2 separate regions of the Mus musculus genome follow, and region 2 is linked to region 1. A link is a contact called in public Hi-C data. All regions are on one chromosome and are shown on one strand. The core of a region is the stretch at or near the end of the contact, and the rest is flanking DNA. Distances in the headings are between cores, read along the strand shown. Region 1 overlaps Gm41302 (a long non-coding RNA gene). Region 2 has its middle 20 kb from the start of Gm15942.

The links. A called contact is a pair of places that touch in the nucleus more often than the background predicts.
Region 2: a Hi-C map of cerebral cortex shows a contact between it and region 1, with 2.2 times the contacts expected there. The contact joins two enhancer-like sites. A contact is called at or near these places in 3 of 484 Hi-C or Micro-C datasets (cardiomyocytes, cerebral cortex and cortical neurons).

Annotation. Positions count from the first base shown.
Region 1 is chr15:37,122,895-37,126,343 of GRCm38.p6, forward strand. It overlaps Gm41302 (a long non-coding RNA gene), which reads right to left. Exons shown (of 3, transcript XR_875170.3): 3 at 1,133-1,700. Among named protein-coding and RNA genes, the nearest start is that of Gm41301, 11 kb to the right of the region's middle. Within about 2 kb of position 1,552, at least 15 of the 459 cell types and tissues checked have an H3K27ac peak or open chromatin away from gene starts, as enhancers often do. A contact at or near this core is called in cerebral cortex, where this site is marked.
Region 2 is chr15:37,718,691-37,722,139 of GRCm38.p6, forward strand. It overlaps a transcript of Ncald not described here. Among named protein-coding and RNA genes, the nearest start is that of Gm15942, 20 kb to the left of the region's middle. Within about 2 kb of position 1,636, at least 48 of the 459 cell types and tissues checked have an H3K27ac peak or open chromatin away from gene starts, as enhancers often do. A contact at or near this core is called in cerebral cortex, where this site is marked.

The DNA of each region.
Region 1 (3,449 bases), core at 302-2,801:
TAAATATTGTGTCTAGGTTTTCATGTTTGTATATCTCTTTTAAATTATGTTCATATACTATGCCATTATGCTATAGAATACATACTTTTTTTTTTTAAAGGTCAAGCATGGTGGCCCATGCCTTTAATCCTAGCATCCAGGAGGCAGAGGTTGGTGGATCTCTGTGAGTTTGAGGCCAGCCTGGTGAGTTTTAGGACAGCCAGAACTACATAGAGAGATCATCAAAAAAAAAAAAAAAAAAATTCACTATTTTAAAACCCATTTCACTGTTAAGTAATTAAAAGTCTAATTCCAAAATCTGTTGATTTCTACTGTTTTTGTTTTGCTTTGGTAGACTAGATCTCTTCTTCCTCTTCTTCTTCCTCCTCTCCTCCTTTTTTGTTTTTTTGTTTTTTGTTTGTTTGTTTGTTTGTTTTGGTTTGGTTTGGTTTTGGTTTTTTGGGTTTTTTTGAGAGAGGTTTTTTCTGTGTGGTCCTGGCTGTCTTGAAACTCACTCTGTAGACCAGGCTGACCTCGAACTCAGAAATCCACCTGCCTCTGCCTCCCAAGTGCTGGGATTAAAGGCGTGCGCCACCACCACCTGGCTTCACTTACCTTTCAAAGTTCAATTTATTTCAATTCTAGGTTTTAAGACTGCTTAAATCTGAAGTGTCACAGATGAGAAAGTGAAAAATGCCGTTTCCCAAGGACTCTGACTTCCTAACCTTCTGACCCCCAAGACATTTATTTTCTCTACATCCTGGGGGATCAAGTTCTCAGCTCTGGTCATCTTGCTTTACAGACATAGCCATTTCCTTGTGTTTGTGTCTCTGAATCAAAAAGTAATTAACTCTAGGATCTTTATTAATAAAATAATAATTATTATTATTTTACCTTTTCTTGTATGTGCATTAGTGTTTTACCTACATGTATGACTATGTGAGAGTGTAAGATCTTGGAATTACAGACTGCAGTGAGCTACCATGTGGATGCTGGGATTTGTACCCCGATCCTCTGGAAGAGCTGCCAGTGTCCTTAACTGCTGAGCCATCTCTCTGGACCCACTCTAAGACCACCTCTGTGCCTACATTCTGTGGCTGTGGGTGGAGGGGAGAGTGAAAAATGGAGAAAGCAATCTGCTTCCAACCCCCCAACTTGGAGGCTCCTCAGCGGAGCACCAGCAGGATTCTGAGAGACTCCTCTCTGCCCACTCCACAGTTGTGGGCCACTCCTTCACTCCTCAAGTTGGAATTGGTCCTCGGCATGGCAGTTTCAAAGTATGATCACCAAGCCTTCGACTCTTTTTGTTTACCTTCTCAGTCATAAACGTTCATTCCGTTCCTTGTGTGCAACTTGTATTAAACCACACACTGATTTATTGAGCTCTCCATGGCAGAAGCTGAAGTGAAGATATAAATCGCCATGCAGTCAAGGAAACTCTCTGTAACAGAATCAGCCAGTCTGCTCCTGAGAAGCCTGGGAAATGGCCACCAACACATCCCTGTGTGCTCTTCCGCCCGCCTCCTCATACTTTCTCCTTGTTCTGATGACACACCAATTCCAGGAGCACATGCTGTCACACCCATGCATTTTCCACTGGCCTCATGAGAGGGAGCCTTAGATGAGACTTATGTGTCTCTGCAGAGAGTGGAGAACACGTGCTCCAAGTCTCGCAGGGCAGCGGGCAGAGTTCCAGTCCTGTTTCAGTTCCGTAGCACTGCCTGGGAACACAGCAGGGAAATAAGTTGTTTTGAATAATATGTTGGCTTCTAGTGCACATGCTCGTGCACACCCACACACACCCACACACCCACACACACCCACACATCCACATGCACACACACACACCACACACACACTCTCTCTCTCTCTCTCTCTCTCTCTCTCTCTCTCTCTCGAGTACACACACACACACACATGCACACACACATCACACTCTCTCGAGAGCGTGCACACCCACCCACACCCACATATGCACACCCACATATGCACACCCACACTCACCCACACATCCACATGCACATACACACACACACACACACACACATCCACATGCACACACACACCACACTCTCTCGTGCACACACACACACACACACACACACACACACACCTTTCGGGAGGAAACTCCTCCCTGATTTCAATCATACAGTGTAGTTATAGGGGCCAGTCAAGCATCCCATTTTAATGTAGCCATGACACTTTCTAAGATTGTGGGTCTCTGGGAGGTGGCAGTGGAAGTTTGCACACTCCTGTCCCAGATGGCTGGATTGGGAAAGCTGGCAGAAAGTATTCAGCAGCCATGGTGCCTACATGGAATGAGTCAGCCTTTGGAGGCAAAAGAGGAGCTTCCATATACAGAGAAGCAAGCAAGAAAGGAAGAAGGGAAGGAGGGAAGGAAGGAAGGAAGGAAGGAAGGAAGGAAGGAAGGAAGGAAAGAAGGAAGGATGGACGGAGAGAGGGAGGGAGGGAAGGAAGGAAGGAAGGAGAGAGGGAGGGAGGAAGGGAGGGAGGGAGGGAAGGAAGAAAGGAGAGAGGGGGGGGGAAGGAAGGAGAGAAGGAAGGAAATAGGGAAGGGGGAAAGAGGGAGAGAAGGTAGGAGGCAAGGTAGGAACAAAGGAAGGAGAGAAGGAAGGAAGGAAGGGAGGGAGGGAAAGAAGAGAGGGAAGGAGGGAGGGAGAGAGGGAAGGAAGGAAGAAGGGAGGGAGGAAAGGAAGGAAGGGAGGAGGGAAGGTAGCAACAAAGGAAGGAGGGAGGGAAGGTAGGAGGAAAGGAAGAAAGGAGGGAGTGAGGGAGAGAAGGAAGGAAGGGAGGGAGGAAGGAAGGAAGAAGAAACAAAGTCTGTTGTAGCCACACCCTAGCCTATCCTGTCAGTGAACTAAATACCAGTGTATAGCTGAGCTAGTTTAAACTGAGTCCCCAGTCACTCAATATTAACCTGACTAAGACCACTCTGCACACTCTGGTGCTCACACAGCTCTCTCTCTTTCAAGCAATCTGTTCAGGGAACAGTGCTACCCACAGTGGGTGGCTGTTTCCATCTCAACTAACTCAATTAAAGCAATCCCTGACCCGAGAGATGGTGCAATGCTTCAGAGTGCTCCATGCTCTTCCGGACGACCTCAGTATGGGCAGCAGCTGATGTCGTAACTCTAGCTCCAAGGGATTTGATCCCCTCTTCTGGCCATGATAGGGACTACACTCACATGCACATTCCCAAACACAGACACACAGGGGTACTCACAACTAAAAAGGAAGGAAGGAAGGAAAGAGGGAAGGAAGGAAAGAGGGAAGGAAGGAAGGAAGGAAGGAAGGAAGGAAGGAAGGAAGGAAGGAAAGAAGGAAGGAAAGGAGACTTACAAGCATGCCCAGATGTCTGTCCAAGTGATTCTGGATGTCAAGTAGCTAGCAATGGAAATTAACTGTTGCAAACAGGTGTCTTAGACTTTGCTTTATCAGCTTACAATGTT
Region 2 (3,449 bases), core at 386-2,885, 600 kb after region 1:
GGAGGTGGAATTGCAGGCAGTTGTGAGCTCCCTGATGTGGCTGCTGGGAGCCAAGCTCAGGTCCTCTGGAAGAGCAGCCGATGCGTTAACCACTGATCCATCCCTCCAATCCCAAAAGTGTCCTTTCTTGTTTCATCTGGTTTGTTGTTATTGTTGTTGTGGTTTTTAAAAACATAAGAATTCAATGGCCCACACGGCTACATACACACTCTGTCCCTAAACAGAATGCCCTCATTCCCTCCAGCCATAACATATCTGCCCTGCGTTCTCCACCTGCTCAGACACCCATGATGCCCTTATGGTGGGCAGAATAACGGCCTCAAAGATGTTCTTGTTTCTCTCCTCAGAAAACTGAATTGTTATACCACCAGGAAAGGGGCATGATTAAGGTTAACAACTTCATATGTTTCATGAGTCTAGAAATGCAGGCAAGCGGTGATGTGAAGATTCTGTCTTTGAAATGCGGGCACCCCTCTTAGCTAGCAAAGGTATACGAATACATAATTCCTTAGATCGTTTCAGAAAGGCATGAATGAACCCTGCCAATACCTTGATTTTAGCCCAGTGAGACCCATGGCAGCCTTCAGATCTACAGAATAATAAGTCAGTTTCTTGTATTTCAGATATCAAGTCTGTGGTAATTTCTCAGGACAAACACAGTCCTGTTTGTATTTCTTCCACTTGGAGTGTTCTTCCTCACCATGACTAACTGTAAATGCTCCCCCGCCCACATGTTCCTTGGCTACAGTCACTCCATGAACGCTTAGCTGAAGCTGTGTTCCAGTCAGGTTACATAGTCACTCTAAAACATGTGCTTCCAGGTCTCTGTGCAGCTACCTTAAGTGGGCATAGTGACAGTTGTAAACAGACCCCACCATCTTCCCATAATACCCTATCCTTGGCAGCCAAGACCATACCTTTTCCCTTAGTTCATGTTTTATCACATATCAGACATTCCATGGTCATGAAAGTGAATGCATGAGTGCATGTTTAACTACAACAACTACAACTATCAAAACCCCATACCCACTAACTGTTAGGCAGAAGGGGAAAGCCCTTTTCTCCATGACAAGACCTGGGTGACCTTCCACCCTCAGATTGGGTGACATATTTGTCATCCCTTGAGCATTCTAGCTATTTATAGTGCTGTGGTCCTCCAACTTTGTGCATGGGGCTTGTTTGGACGGCCTAGCCCCGAGGATCCCAGGGGAGGCAGGTGTGCGATGGATAAGCAAACGTGGTCCTAAGAAGCCTGACAGCCACTGTTGTAGGCCTGGCTTATGTGCTCTCAGGTTCTGACCACCTCTGGCTTCTCTGGAAGACTATGCAGACTTCACTTCCAAGCCCAGGTACTGGCCAGCATCACCCCAGCCCACTGTGAATGAGGGAAAAACAACCCCTTCCTCTCTTCCCTAAGCACAGAGCCTTTCTAATAGAGCTCAGCACCTCCTCAGCTGCCCCAGTGCACGGTCCTTTTCCCAGGAATTGTTGCAACACCTCTCTCTCCCTTGTCTGAACCCCAGAGCTTGGTGATAAGACAGAGCAGCAGCAGCAGCAGCTGGGCCTGAGAAGCACTAGGCTGCCAGACAAGTGTGGAAAACCCAGCAGCCTTGAGAGCATGTCTTTGGGTTCACATTACAGCTGACTGAATTGTTTCCAAAATCTGTTTCAGGCCTTGGCTGCATCATCCCATCTGGAAGCAAATCAGCACTGATTGGCCTCATTTCCACCCTTCACATTAGGGCACTTGTGGTAGAAAGAAGCTCCGTTGTGCCTTTCCATGGATGAGAGACACACTGTTCACCTCCTGTCACCTCTGCCATGCTCACATCCCCCCTATTTTTCCATATCCCTAGTCTTGCAAACCTGGTACGATCCAAAAATTCTACCTAAACCATCCCGAGACACACAGTCCCTCTCTCTGAGATGGAAGGTGGGTGAGACACAGAGGCCCTGAGGAAACGGACTCTCATGTGAATGATAATAGTAGGTCAGATCTGCAGAGTGGACAAGGGGTTCATGACAGGGTCCTCACTGGGAGACACAAACACCCCTGCCATCGTCCCTCCCAGGAGGACAGAGAGCCACAGGCCCAGGTGTACAGACTCTCCACCAGTCTGAGGCCACCCACACTGTGGCCTACACACACAGAAAGCTGGTCATACAGGCAAGAAAGTTCCACTGCCTGTCAAAGTGTCATCTACTGTGTTTGCAGTTGCCTCTTGCCAGTGACTACCCTCCCAACACCAGCAGAGAGACACTGGCATCTCCCTTTCCAGTGAAATCCAAAATGGGACTTGCAACATTATGGCTGCTGAGAGCTGGGCATGTCAGCTATGTCACGGCTCCTTGGAAAACGAGAAATAGGAAGTGTTGGTCCAGGTCTCCAGTTGTTCTGACTTTATGAAACTGAACTTTTGCAGTCATTTGAATAATAATTTTAAATGTATTCAACACTTCATTCAAATTCTCTTCCCAGGACTGTTTTCATTCCACATCAGCTGCTGCAGACCTCCGTAGTCGGCAGAATTTCCAGGCATGCATAAACATAAGCAGATACACAGCCACTTACCCAAGAGAAGTTTCACGTACACAGGGAAGTTATTTTTAACTACGGAACCCAGTCAAAACTTTGTATGAAGCAAAATCAGCCAAGAATGAAATTGGTAGACCAAATGATATTTTCATTTTATCTTCTATTTTTACATTCCTCCTAGACATTTCTATCCACGAGTCAAAAGGAACAAAAGGCTGACTGACGATGGTCTCAGTGGCGATGGGAAAAACATAGCCCTGTTATTTTCTGACTCTTCTGCTCAGTGTAAACCTACATATAAGTAGGCTCACATCTCCCTGGTAACATTGCTGCTCTTCAAACGTGTCAGAGTGGAAGTGATTTGTGAAAAGAGAAAAATTAGCTGGGCATGGTGGTTCACACCCAGTGCTTGAGAGGCAGGGGAATTTCTGTGAGTTCACGGACAGCCTAGTTTACAAAGCAAGTTCCAGGACAGCCAGGACTGGTACACATAGAAATCCTGTCTCAAAAAAAAATCAATAAAAGAAAAGAGGGGGAGGGATGGATTTCTATAATGAACGGATATAATGAAACAAAAATTATTGACCTTCTGAGACTTCATCTGTCTTTTTCCCTGATGTGGTCCTAATGACTATGGCTATGATTGCCCCATCAGTGTACTCAGTGAAGCCCATTGTTTATAGACTAGGGATCTAGCTTAGTGGTGGAACACTTAGCTTCCTGGTATGAGCCCCTGGCAGGTCCTAGTGTTTGGGGAGGCTATGAGACCTTTAGGGGATGGGATCTGGCTGATTGAGGTAGGTTGACAAGGGTGGACCTTGGAGTGCTACAGACCAGCTCTATTTCTAGTCTCATCTCTACTTCTGAGTCCATGAAGATGGGAAGAGCACCCACTGTAGCTGCCCATCACCCA